Linked DNA regions of Zea mays: region 1 is linked to region 2. The links are chromatin contacts, called in public Hi-C maps. All regions are on one chromosome and are shown on one strand. Each heading gives the region's core, a stretch centred on a gene start, on an enhancer-like site or on the middle of the called end of the contact. The rest is flanking DNA. Distances are from core to core; before and after follow the strand shown.

The links. A called contact is a pair of places that touch in the nucleus more often than the background predicts.
Region 1: a Hi-C map of leaf shows a contact between it and region 2, with 4 times the contacts expected there. The contact joins two enhancer-like sites. A contact is called at or near these places in 4 of 25 Hi-C or Micro-C datasets (ear, leaf and leaf mesophyll).

Annotation. Positions count from the first base shown.
Region 1 is chr1:118,124,418-118,130,194 of Zm-B73-REFERENCE-NAM-5.0, reverse strand. It overlaps LOC100193937, which reads left to right. Exons shown (of 28, transcript NM_001359353.1): 23 at 558-642; 24 at 748-858; 25 at 931-1,026; 26 at 1,130-1,177; 27 at 1,263-1,331; 28 at 1,425-1,807. The coding sequence ends at 1,613. Among protein-coding and RNA genes, the nearest start is that of LOC100193937, 51 kb to the left of the region's middle. Within about 2 kb of position 1,559, at least 2 of the 20 cell types and tissues checked have an H3K27ac peak or open chromatin away from gene starts, as enhancers often do. A contact at or near this core is called in leaf, where this site is marked.
Region 2 is chr1:117,788,761-117,794,489 of Zm-B73-REFERENCE-NAM-5.0, reverse strand. No RefSeq gene overlaps it. Among protein-coding and RNA genes, the nearest start is that of LOC100216809, 110 kb to the right of the region's middle. Within about 2 kb of position 3,374, at least 14 of the 20 cell types and tissues checked have an H3K27ac peak or open chromatin away from gene starts, as enhancers often do. A contact at or near this core is called in leaf, where this site is marked.

The DNA.
Region 1 (5,777 bases), core at 310-2,809, 340 kb before region 2:
AGAGGGTCAAAATTGAGTAATATTCGTAGACACGGTACCATATTTAGACATGGATGGTGGTAAACATTTTTTAGCAGATGATGGGTAGAAATTAGAGAAGTAGAAGAGTTGAAGGGTCCTATATTACTTTTTTATTTCCTATAACTGCATCTTAAGAATGGAGTCGTCTCTTGGATTTTTTTTTCTTGGAGCTATTCTCCAAATGGATAGGATTAGGTGTTAGCTCTTACCTAGAACCAAGTTTTTTAACACATTCTAAATGCCCACAACCAGTCCTATAACAATTGCATTTTGTTTCAATAACTCAATATGCTGTTGTTATATGTATTGTAGACGAAGACCATAAGCTAAGGTTTATAAAGTGACTAATGAAAGGTTTACGATACTATATGTCAAATGAACCAAGGAATTTTGAACCTGCTTTTTGGAGCATAATTGTGTTACGAAGATATTCGTTGCGACCTCTTGAATTCAATCTCAAATCTGTGTATTATGTTTTGCATATGTTATGCACATGCTGGAACTCTCTAATCATAAACGTTGTCAATATATATCAGGCGTGTAATCAGAGATGACGACAAAGGTGTTGATGAACCACTTGGTGAAGTTGTTTGTTTGGATGGAAGTTGCAAGGGGCTCACAGTATAAATTCAGTGACAATATTGATGTTGTCTTTGTATTTTCCAATAACATTGAACTGTTTATTTGACAGTTGTTACTGAAACTTTCCGTTCACAAAAATGACAGGTGAGGGGAACATACTATGTCAAAGTTGACAAGATAGGGCATGGAGCTCACTGGCGAAGAACATATGGCCAACAAGTCTATTCACCCTATCTTCTTGCTTTTACTCATGAGGTATACCGCTTTTTACCATGTCTGTATGATCCTTTTATTTGGTTCCACAGGTAATCATTCTTGTCATTACAGGATGAGACAAGTTGGAAATCCTACAATGTTGCCAAACAAAGCACGATGGATGAGAATTACAGTCTTCCTGATAATGTTGCCATTATTACCTTGCAGGTATCATAATGCTTTCTTGATTTACTTTTAACTCATAGCGAAGTATTGGGCACACACCATATTAATGACATAAAGACATTAACAGAAAAATTGAACTTTTCAGAATCTAGATGATGACACCACATTACTCCGCTTGGCCCATCTATTTCAGGTGTATTAGTTTTCTGTAGAATAGTGTTTTCTTTTCGTTCCTCCTAAATAATGAATCAATAATTGATCTTTTGTCGAGTCTCCAGGATCTAGAGGACGCTCAGTATTCAGTGATAGCAAAAGTTGAACTAAGAAGGGTGTTCGGAAAGAGAACCGTAAGTAAAATTATTGTTGCAAATCATCCTTTTGGATTCATATTCCTGTGCAGAATAATTATATAGTAGCCTAAATGTTGTTCTAATATGCAGATCAAGGAATTAGCTGAGACTAACCTTTCTGCCAATCAAAAGAAGTCAGAGATGAAAAAGCTCAACTGGAGAGTATTGGGGAACGATAAAAGTGATCCCATCCCACTGAAAGGTGGTCCCGTTGATAGTCAAGCTCTTGTCGTTGAACTCGGACCCATGGAGATACGCACATTCTTGCTGAAGTTCTAGATTGCATACACTTAGTAATTGCCTAGTTTTTAAAGGGGAAAAAGAAACATCAGAATCTAGGACCCATTTGGCTATCATTGGTTTTCAATTGACTGGGTAAGAGGACATCAATACCAATTCTACATTCTATTCTCGCTGCTTTCATGTATATATCTCTCAATCACCCACTAGCTAGTTGGACTCTCATCAGACTTCGCTTAGAGTTCTTGACCCAAGCATGCATATTGAATTCATATATCTTGATATTGTGAGGTTTGTTTTAGAATATGATACCCCTGCTTATATGAAACTTGTCAAGGATCTCTGAAAAGATATTGTGAGTACAACACAAGATTGAACTATATCAAGAATGATAGACAATCTCACAGAAACTCATAGATGACAGGTTGAAGCAACCACGACATGAGATTAGGATCTGGTGAAGGCAATTAGGGCTGATAACGAGCCGAGCTGACTCGGCTCGGCTTGGTGGCCCAGCGAGCCACCAAACTCGGCTTAAGCTCATCCAGGCTCGCGAGCCACCACACTAAGTATCATTTAGAGCAGAAATTTTATATTTTCGTTATATATAAAATAAAAAATATGTACCAAAAATCCAGTAACATCTTTTAAAGTATATCTAGCATTGGTTCCATAAAAGACAAAAAAATCAATAACATAATAATGTAATACTGTAACAACATAACACCATATCATTGTTGAAGTGTATAAATAGATTGACTATCTTCTCTCATCAGCTTAAGATTTTGGGTTGAACAGATTAGTGCGTCCACTACAACATGGTACCAAAGATAGAGGTCTTGAGTTTGAATCCTAGCATAGGCTTGTGCCTCCACATATTTATTTCCACGTTTACGACTTTCTCTCTGGCTGCACGTTAGTGGAGGTGTTGAAGTGTATTTTATTGAAATCTCATTTTACATAATAAATTTCGTTCTATTTACATTACAGAATACAACGAAATTCAAACTGAATTAAACTAAAGGATAAACAGAGTAAAATCTACTAAAGTAACACAAAAAATGGAGTAACTGGTTATCTTCTCCTATTAACTTAAGCTTTTAGTTTGAATTGGTTAGTACGTTCACTATAACAATCATTAGGCCGGCTCGCGAGTTAGCTCGGGCTCGCTCAGGCTTGGCTTAGCTCGTTGTTTGAGCGAGCCATAAAAGTAGGATCAGCTCGGGCTCGCTCAGGCTTGTGAGTCCCTCCGAGTCGAGCCTGAGTGACTCCGAGCCGGCTCGCGAGCTTCGAGCGTTTTTCTAGCTCTAAAGTCAATTACAAATTCTATGTATAAGCACAAATCTAAAAGAGTATAATTGGTTGTCGCTCTCTCATAATCATACTTCACCCTCTAAGACTATTATTTGTCCAATGCACTAATCTAGTGCAATAGATCTTTCTAGCCTAACCCTCTAAAGGGAATGATAACGTCTAAGAGAAGCGGTTCAATTAGGCAATCTATTTCTCGCACTAATCTATGACCTCTATTTTCCTTAATCAAAACCTATGCGGATAACCATGAGTTCATATGTGCAACTAAGGTTTTGACTAAGGGTTGTTATCTCTACCACAAAAAGTTTTGCAAGATTCCAAACCTATCCACTAGTCTATATTTAAGCTAATAAGATAAAGCACACAACCAAAGGTAACAATATAAACGCGGAAGGTCAAAATGATAGAGATACAAACTCCCATTAACGGGTCGATACTTTTATCAAGGTATCAAGAAGTGTGCAAGTTTCTTACTTATCCTCGTTGGAGTACCATATAAGGGAAGCCCACAAGAGGGCCAAGCTCCTAGTAAGGTAACTATGTAGATAGCCCTGAACCTTCTCCACGTGCAAGTGGTGCTCTGATTCTAGCCTCTCTCAGATGCTTCTCGCTATCTCCACTATCAAGCTTCTAGCTAAAACATCATGGGCCTTGTTCTCTCTAGTACATGGGGGTGACCACACCACAAACACAGTTGGTGTGATCTATCAAGACTATAAGCTCCACTCATTACAATACAATGGTGCACATAAACACCAAGGGGTTTAGGGTGTCTAACCTCACTTCTATCAACTAGGATTAACCAAGAGCAAGTGTTATAATAGCAGTTTAACTAACCTAACCACTTTGCAAAGCACCTACACTAATCACCGAGTGATTCTGCGAGTACTTGTGTGTCTAGAGCTAAATGAATGGAGTATCAACTCTTTAGTATTGTTTCTTAGCTCCCACACATCTCAAATGCCCACTTGACATCGTAACTATAGCCCCCCATGTCCAAACTAGCCATTGGAAATGACACAAAAATGTATGTACTCACTAGAAATGTTTGACATAGTCACCGGACATGTTCGGTGCAGTCATCAAACATGTCCGCTGCGTACACATCAGCTAGTTGGTACTAGCCGTTATCGACCATTGAGCTTGGGGTATTTAGCGTGGTCACCAGTGTCACACCAAACATGTATGGTGCATGTATCCTAGCTTGGTTGCATTTGCAACCTCTCTGATTACCCTATCTGGTACGGTATCTAGTGTACCACTAGACATGTCTAGTCTATTGCAAAGCTCTGCATACATGCTACAAATCTCTCTAGGTGCCCTATCCGATGTGGCATTCAGTGTTGTTGGTGCACACCTATGTGTCTAATGTACTCAATTTTCTAGCACTTTCTTCAACATAGGCACAACTCTAATCCAGTGCTTCATCTGATGTACCACCAACACATTCAGTGTTGCTCTATAGTATGTTCCTTTGTTTCTTTTTATTTCTTCATTCGGGCTTCTTTAAATTTGTGTATTGACTCTTGCATGACCTTTGTAGGTCGTCAATGAGTCTTCTAATGTCTTTCTTTGAGGTGTGTTGATCTTCTGATCACTATGTTGTTTTCGTCCAAGTCTATGCTGCATCCTTTCAACTATATTCATAAACACTAGCAAATGTTATTAGAGAAAAGGTTATGTTGACACAATCCATTTTCCTTACAATCTCTCCCTTTTTGTGTTGATCGCTTCATAACCAAAGCAAACAAATAATCAAATACAAAAGTAAAAATGCAATCTAGCTACTAGGATACATGTGCAAAGGCAAGATTCATATGATATAAAAAGATACAAAATGAAACTACATTGATGAGGACATCACTTCTATACATACAATGAATGGACCGATAACACGATCTCGTGCACGACAGCTAAATCTCCAGGTACGTTCTACCTAGTCAATTGTGTTTTAGAGCTTACGCTTGGGGCCATGGATGTTTTAATGATTAGGTACCTTGGAGAGGACCAGCAAGGACTTGGGAAAGGCCAAAGTGTTGAGGAGGAGCAGCAAGGGCGGCCACAACAGGAAGGAGATCAAGTCCGACTCGGCTGCGACTCCATCTCGGGTTCTAGGACCAGTCTGCACTAAAATGGACGCCCAGGATGCATCCGAACTCCGATTGCGACGGACTTGATATGGTTGGAAAGATAAGGAGATTGTCTAACCAACCCAACCGGTTCCACCTTTCGTCCGGAGTCAATGAGAATCATCGAAACAATTCAGCATTCAAATTCTATTTTGGTGCTGCGACACCGTCTGTTGGGCCGTTGGGCCGTGTATCGCGTCGAAGCCCATTAGGGGCGAGTCCAGGGGTCACGCCCGCCCTAATACTCTATTTATTCAGCAGCCGCCGCCACATTAGGTTTTGGGTTTTGCTTAGATCAATTCTATCATCGAACAGTGTCGCCGTTTTTGGCTTGTGAGACCCCATCCCGTAATCAATACAATTTTGGTTGCGTTTCTTTCCTGTTCTTGCTTGTGTTCTTGATTGCGCTTGCAGGGATAAGCCTTCGTGGCGAGGTCATTCGTGTGTCACGGGTGATAACCAACGGAGCCGTGGTGTAGTGATTGCGAGGAACCGTTCGCTTGGAGCCTTGGATCATCAACGTCGAGATCTCCACTCAATCAAGTTATTGTATCTCACGGAAGATCGGGCCGCGTCTACTATCAATTAGTATCAGATTTCCAGGTTGCCCATGAGGTATAATCCTACCTTTAGATTAGTTTTGTTTCGTCCCATAGTCGACAAAAAGCCAAAAAATATAATTACGATCAGTTTATTCCGACCTAAAATCATCGCCTTAGCCTTTGCACAATTCATTTTTAGAGTCCGCAGTTCTGAGTTC
Region 2 (5,729 bases), core at 2,125-4,624:
ACAAGTTCATTATCATATCTAGAATAACATCATCGTATCATAAATATTCACATCATGTTCAATGATTAAAGTAAAGCAATAGCATGATACTAATCATAGTAACCAATTCCCAAAGGATAACCAAGGACAGGAAAAACAGAACACTAGTCAATCCTTAGGTTGATCATAGTATGCGGGACGATGAATTATAAATTAAGTAGGACATAATGGGTCAAATGACACTTGCCTTCACCAGGTTGCTGCTCAGGGAAGTCTCCTGCAACATAGTCGGGAACCACAGACTGCTCGTTGTCTACGCAAAGCAATCATTCATTCAACACACTTAGAAAATGACAAAAGAACAGTACACTAAACATATGCAACCGAGCAAACACAGGTTTAATAGAAAGGTAAAGACACGGAGGTGTATTATAGGTTTGGGGTAGATCACTATGCGAAGTGGTCTATTGTTCTCTAACTAGGTGTATCCTAGTAAATTACTTACTTAAACAAAGTTATTCCATGGATGGGATCATACATTAAATGAGATTAGGTCTACAAAATTAGGCATTTGAACATTCATTAGGGTTATCTTTATTTTATTTTTAATAAATATCCTATAACCTTACACTAACCTAGAGACCAACTATAAAATTGAGACATGGAAACAGTAGTTGAACATAATTTAAACAGATAGAAAATATCCTAAGGAACATTTTGCAATTTGAACCACCCAATTTGGAGTTCATATGCAAAAGTTATGAATTTTGGAAGTTTTAGAATTCAAAAACCCTAATTTATACCCATTTCTCTGATTAAAATAAAGTCTGGGTTCTCCCTAAAGAAACCAAGGACTCAGGTGCAAGAATCCAGGACAGCGGGTTGATTCTCGGGAAACCGAGGGGCTCTTTAACAAAAAGACTAGGCAAAGGGGTATCGGGCATTTTCGGCTATGCAATCTCAGATTGACGGCTGAGAACAGATCCCATGGGCAAGCGTGGGCGCACGCACACTGATAGGCGGGCCAGGGCGGTTAGCGACCTAGGGCCAGCGGAACTAACTAGCTAGGCCCAGCGGTAGGGGCCCGTGTAAGGGAAAAATCTAGGCGGTTGGATTTCGATCAGGTGGTCGAGATTGGTTTGATCTATTTAAATCAGGGCCATCCGATCCGAGACGAACGCCTGGGATTTGACAGCCACCTCGGGCCAGTCTCTCTGGCCGCAAGCGGCGGCGCTGCTCGTGCGCACGGTGGAGGACGGCCGGAGACGATGACGCGGGCTTGCTGAGGGCCCCAGGGAGGTCGGGGGGAGTGTGACAAACATGGAGGTAGGCACGACACCTATGCAGAAGCTCCGGAGGGTGGCGATCTGCGGCGAGATGGCTCGGCGTCGTCGCTGTCTCACTTTGATGAGAAATTGTGCACAACAGAGGGCAGGGGAGGGGAAATAAACGAGCGGGAGAGGTTGGTTACTTCGAGGGAAGACTCCGAGACCCTTGAACGGAGGCAGAGGCATGGCGAGGGCTCGAGTCGATGACTGTAGCGCTGCTGCTGCGAGGAGGGAGGTCTGGTGAGCGTAAATAGAGAGAAACAGAGGGGAAGGGGTGAATTGAAGGGTGTCCCAGGTCACAGAGGTCGAGGCGAAACTCACCGAGGCAATGGACATGGCTAGGCCTCAACGACGATGGTAGAATGGACGAGCAACCACAAAGGAGGGCAGTGGTGCTTCTCTGGCGTGCGCGCGGTGCGAGGTGAGGGTGGGAGCTCTGTGGATGCGCAAATGAGGAAGGGGGATAGTGAGTGGGGGTGCGACCTGCTAGAAATGGTCGGGGGTGGGGCGGTCGCAACCTCGGCGTGTGTCGTGGGCGCGAAGTCCACGGCATGCGCGTGAGTCGTGCGCGTGGTCAGTTGGGGAGGACAGGGCTGACAGGCAGGGTCCACGGGTCAGTGGGAGGGGGCGCGTGCAGGCGAGGGAAACAACGGCGACAGGCGGGGCCCACCGCGCAGAGAGAGTGAGGGCGCGCGTGGGGGCGCTGGCGAGCTGGGCTGACTGGGCCGAAAGGCCGAGGGACAGGGGGTTTCGGCTACTTTGGCTTTTCTTTTTAAATCTGAATTTCTAATTCCTTTTATTTTTGTTTCTTCTATTGAATTCAAATCCAACCAAAGGAAAAATTCAAACTTGAATATTTCAAACATGGACATAAACCAAAAACAAGCTTTAAGCTCAGCATGATGCAACATTTCATGTCTCCTCTAGGGTTTAATATACTAAAGTATTAATACATATCCAAATAAATAAATAAAACTCTATTAAAATGAAGAGAAAGAAATCTATAGAGAGGAGAAAAGAGGTAACACCTGAATTTGGTAGATATTAGAGAAGAAATTTTATACCCCCAAATTCAGGGTGTTAAAGATGGATTCACCATCATGAGTTTTCTTTGTAAATATTCCCATTCCAGTGTGAAGCATCACCCTTTTAAAACAAAACATTTTGTTTTCTAAGAAAAGCTAAGCATCATTAAAACTTGTTTGAGTAAATCAGGTAACACAGAATGGTACTCGATTTCTCAAGGAAGGAAATGCATCAGTAGTTTATCACACAACTCCTATCACCTAATGCATCATTCTAAGGTGATAAAACTTTAAATACAAGGGAATGGAAAATGCACCGGGGCTTGACTTGTGTTGTAGGAGTAGCTGCTTCTTCACAACAGATGTCAAAATAGAAATTATTCTCCACAAGAGGGTTCTCAGTCGGAGGGACAACTTCTTCTACTATAGAATCTTCTTCATGTTCTATACGCAATAATACATATATGGATGCTTATGTTATGCCATGAACATGCATGTCTATAAACAAGAATTAGAAAACACTCTCTTGAATACAACTTTCCTGCACAGAGTTTATTAGCCATCAGAGCTTCCTAGCTAGATAATCTTCTAAGATTAACTCAACTAATCTTCTTAGGTTAACAAGTTATAGCAAGTTTACTATTCTTAATTTCACTTATAAAATTAATTTCTAGTTTCGTTTTGTATTAAAAGGGGTTATTTCTTTGGACTATATCTGGTTTCCTGGTTAAACAGTGGCCAAACAAGTTCAAATTTCACCCAAGGGCTAGAACAAACATATCAAGTCTACCCAAAAGTTTTCATGATTTTTGAAACTCCTAATATATTTCTAAAATTCTAATAGGCTTTGCATAAAAATCTAATTTTATGAGTCTAGTAAAATTGGTCCCATGGTTTTACCATTTTCTACTGTTTTAGTGGATTTCACAAGCTATCAGTAAAAAAGAAAAAGGAAACTCGTGAACAGGATTAGGCTGAATCCAGCTCGAGACGGCCCACGGACGGTAGAAGAGCGTGCGCGCCCACAATGGTGATCTTGCACAGAACCCCCTGGCGTTTCAAACAACTAATCTAGACCCTAGTCACTATTCCACTATCTCTCTGTCCTTACGCTCGACCCCCTTTTATTCTTCCTCTTCGCAAAACCATGCCCCCGCGCTCGACCCCGGTCGAACACCTGGCGGAACCACCAGAACTCGCTGTCGACGACCCTCCTCGACGGTAGCGAGTACCCGTACAACACCCCAGAGACTACCGGAGCATATGCCCTAGGTTACTTTGGCAGGTCAGCCCCTAAGTCATGCCTTCCCACGACGACGGCGGAGTCAGAGCTCCGGTGAGTCCGCACATGCGCACACAGTATGGTAGCACTCAATTGAAGAGCGGGGAGAGCATCAATGTCTCACCAAGATTAAGGTGCTTGCGCGATTTTTGAGCGAAGAAAGCGCAGCAGTGCCGGTCGATGTGAAGGGTGTCCACGACGGTGTTCCCAGGCGGCGACACGACGTTCCTAGAGTTGTGCTGCAGTAGCGTTCAAATGGTCGAGACTATGAGCGTCTAGAGGCCAGAGGTGTTCTAAAATGGGGACCAGAGGGGCATATGAACCAACTCAAGAAAGGCTGACCATGGCGAAGCTCAACTCGGCGGTGACGTTGACTGTTTCCAGGGAATTCCAGTGAACTCACGCTCTGGTGGACGAATTAGAGTAGTGAGCGGTGGGCTGAACACGTAACAAGGAGGCGAAGCCAAGGGAACATCCAATTTAAAGGGGTCAGCCTGGTTACTCGCGAATTTTGGACGAGAGTGTGGACGCCGGTGACGGGATATTTCACCGGGACACGATCACTGTGGTGCGTGATGGTATACTGGATCAGGGGCGGTAAACCATGGCTTGCCATGGTCACGACGACGTGGTAAAACGACCCATCATGTGGCACAACCACAGGTACCGTGGATCACGACGACGGTATCTCGGCCACGACACCGGCCAATGATGCGATGGCCATGCCAGTGCCAAACCCAAATGCAACCCCCAGCGACGATCTTTTCCTTCATTGTGTGTTACTCGTCCTTACCTATGCATGAATCACCGCGCCGGGCACGGATCACAGTGCAAGGACACCGGCGGCGGGTGCACTGAACCTAGAATCTTGTTCAGTTACTGTTCATGTTGAATACCAATTCCAGCTGACTGATAGTGCAACTTTGAGGCATTTTTATTCCCTTTTCCAAACAACAACATACCCACCTTCACTATGACAAAGTTGCACACCTATATATAGTATTCAACTATGTCACAGTGACCCCGGTCTTAACTTCACTAGATCAGTCACAAATTGGCTCCAAAGTTGACTAAATGTCACTGAATTCTCAGTTTCAGAACTGTTCTAGTCTGACAGTCCTACTTTGGGGATGTTTTACACTATGTTCCATATAGTTTTAGGGCCAGGTCCCTTACTAAAATTTGTACTATAATAGTAGTCCTGCAACTTTGTTATAGTGACTTATAGGAAAACCCTCATGGATTTAAAACTACAAGCGTCCAAAATTGGCTCAATATCACTATTTTGTAGGACTTCAACTCTTGAGCACATGTGAACTTTTGCACTTTACTCCAATTTACCCCACAACACATGGAAATTCCCAAATAGGAAAAACGCTAGCTCTCAAAACTCTACTACTTTGGTATATACACTTTTTTGCAAAAAGTGATTAGAATTTGAAATCCCCTATAAGGCATTATTTAGGGTTTTTGGACTCCAAACTAGGGTTTTGGTTTTCCAGAGTACTTTAAGTGCTTAACCTCCCTAGTTTTTACCCTTCTAGGAATAATCCTTAGTAAGTATGCTCTATGCTCAAACAAGTGCCACATCACATATTCTTTTTAAGATTTTAACTTAGTGGATGCATTCTAGGTGTATCACAAGCAATGTAATGTCAGTGCATATGATCCCATGCTAAAGTTTTAGTTCTCGTAACACCAGAGGTGTTACATCCTCTCTCGCATAAAAGAATCTCGTCCCAAGGTTTTAAAGCTACTGGGTAAGTAATGGAAAAGGAAATACGTCACAACTTTATTTCCCATTTTCTCCTACAAGGCAGGGGTGGGCGTGTGTGTCTCACCTGACTTTACAATAAAGTGTACAAAACTTAGGGTTTACAGGAAACTAAAAACTCAGGAAAATGCTTCGTTAAATAATCTTTAGATTCCTAAGTGCCCTCTTCTTCTATATGTTGGTTCCATTGTACTTTATAAAATTTGAAGTGTCCTTTTTCGAGTGACTCGATCCATTTGGTCCAAAACTCGTACGTGATATTTTGAATAAGTTAGGTCTAGTTCCAAGTTAACTTCTGATACATCCATGGTTTGATCGGGTACTCGGAGGCACTTCTTTAG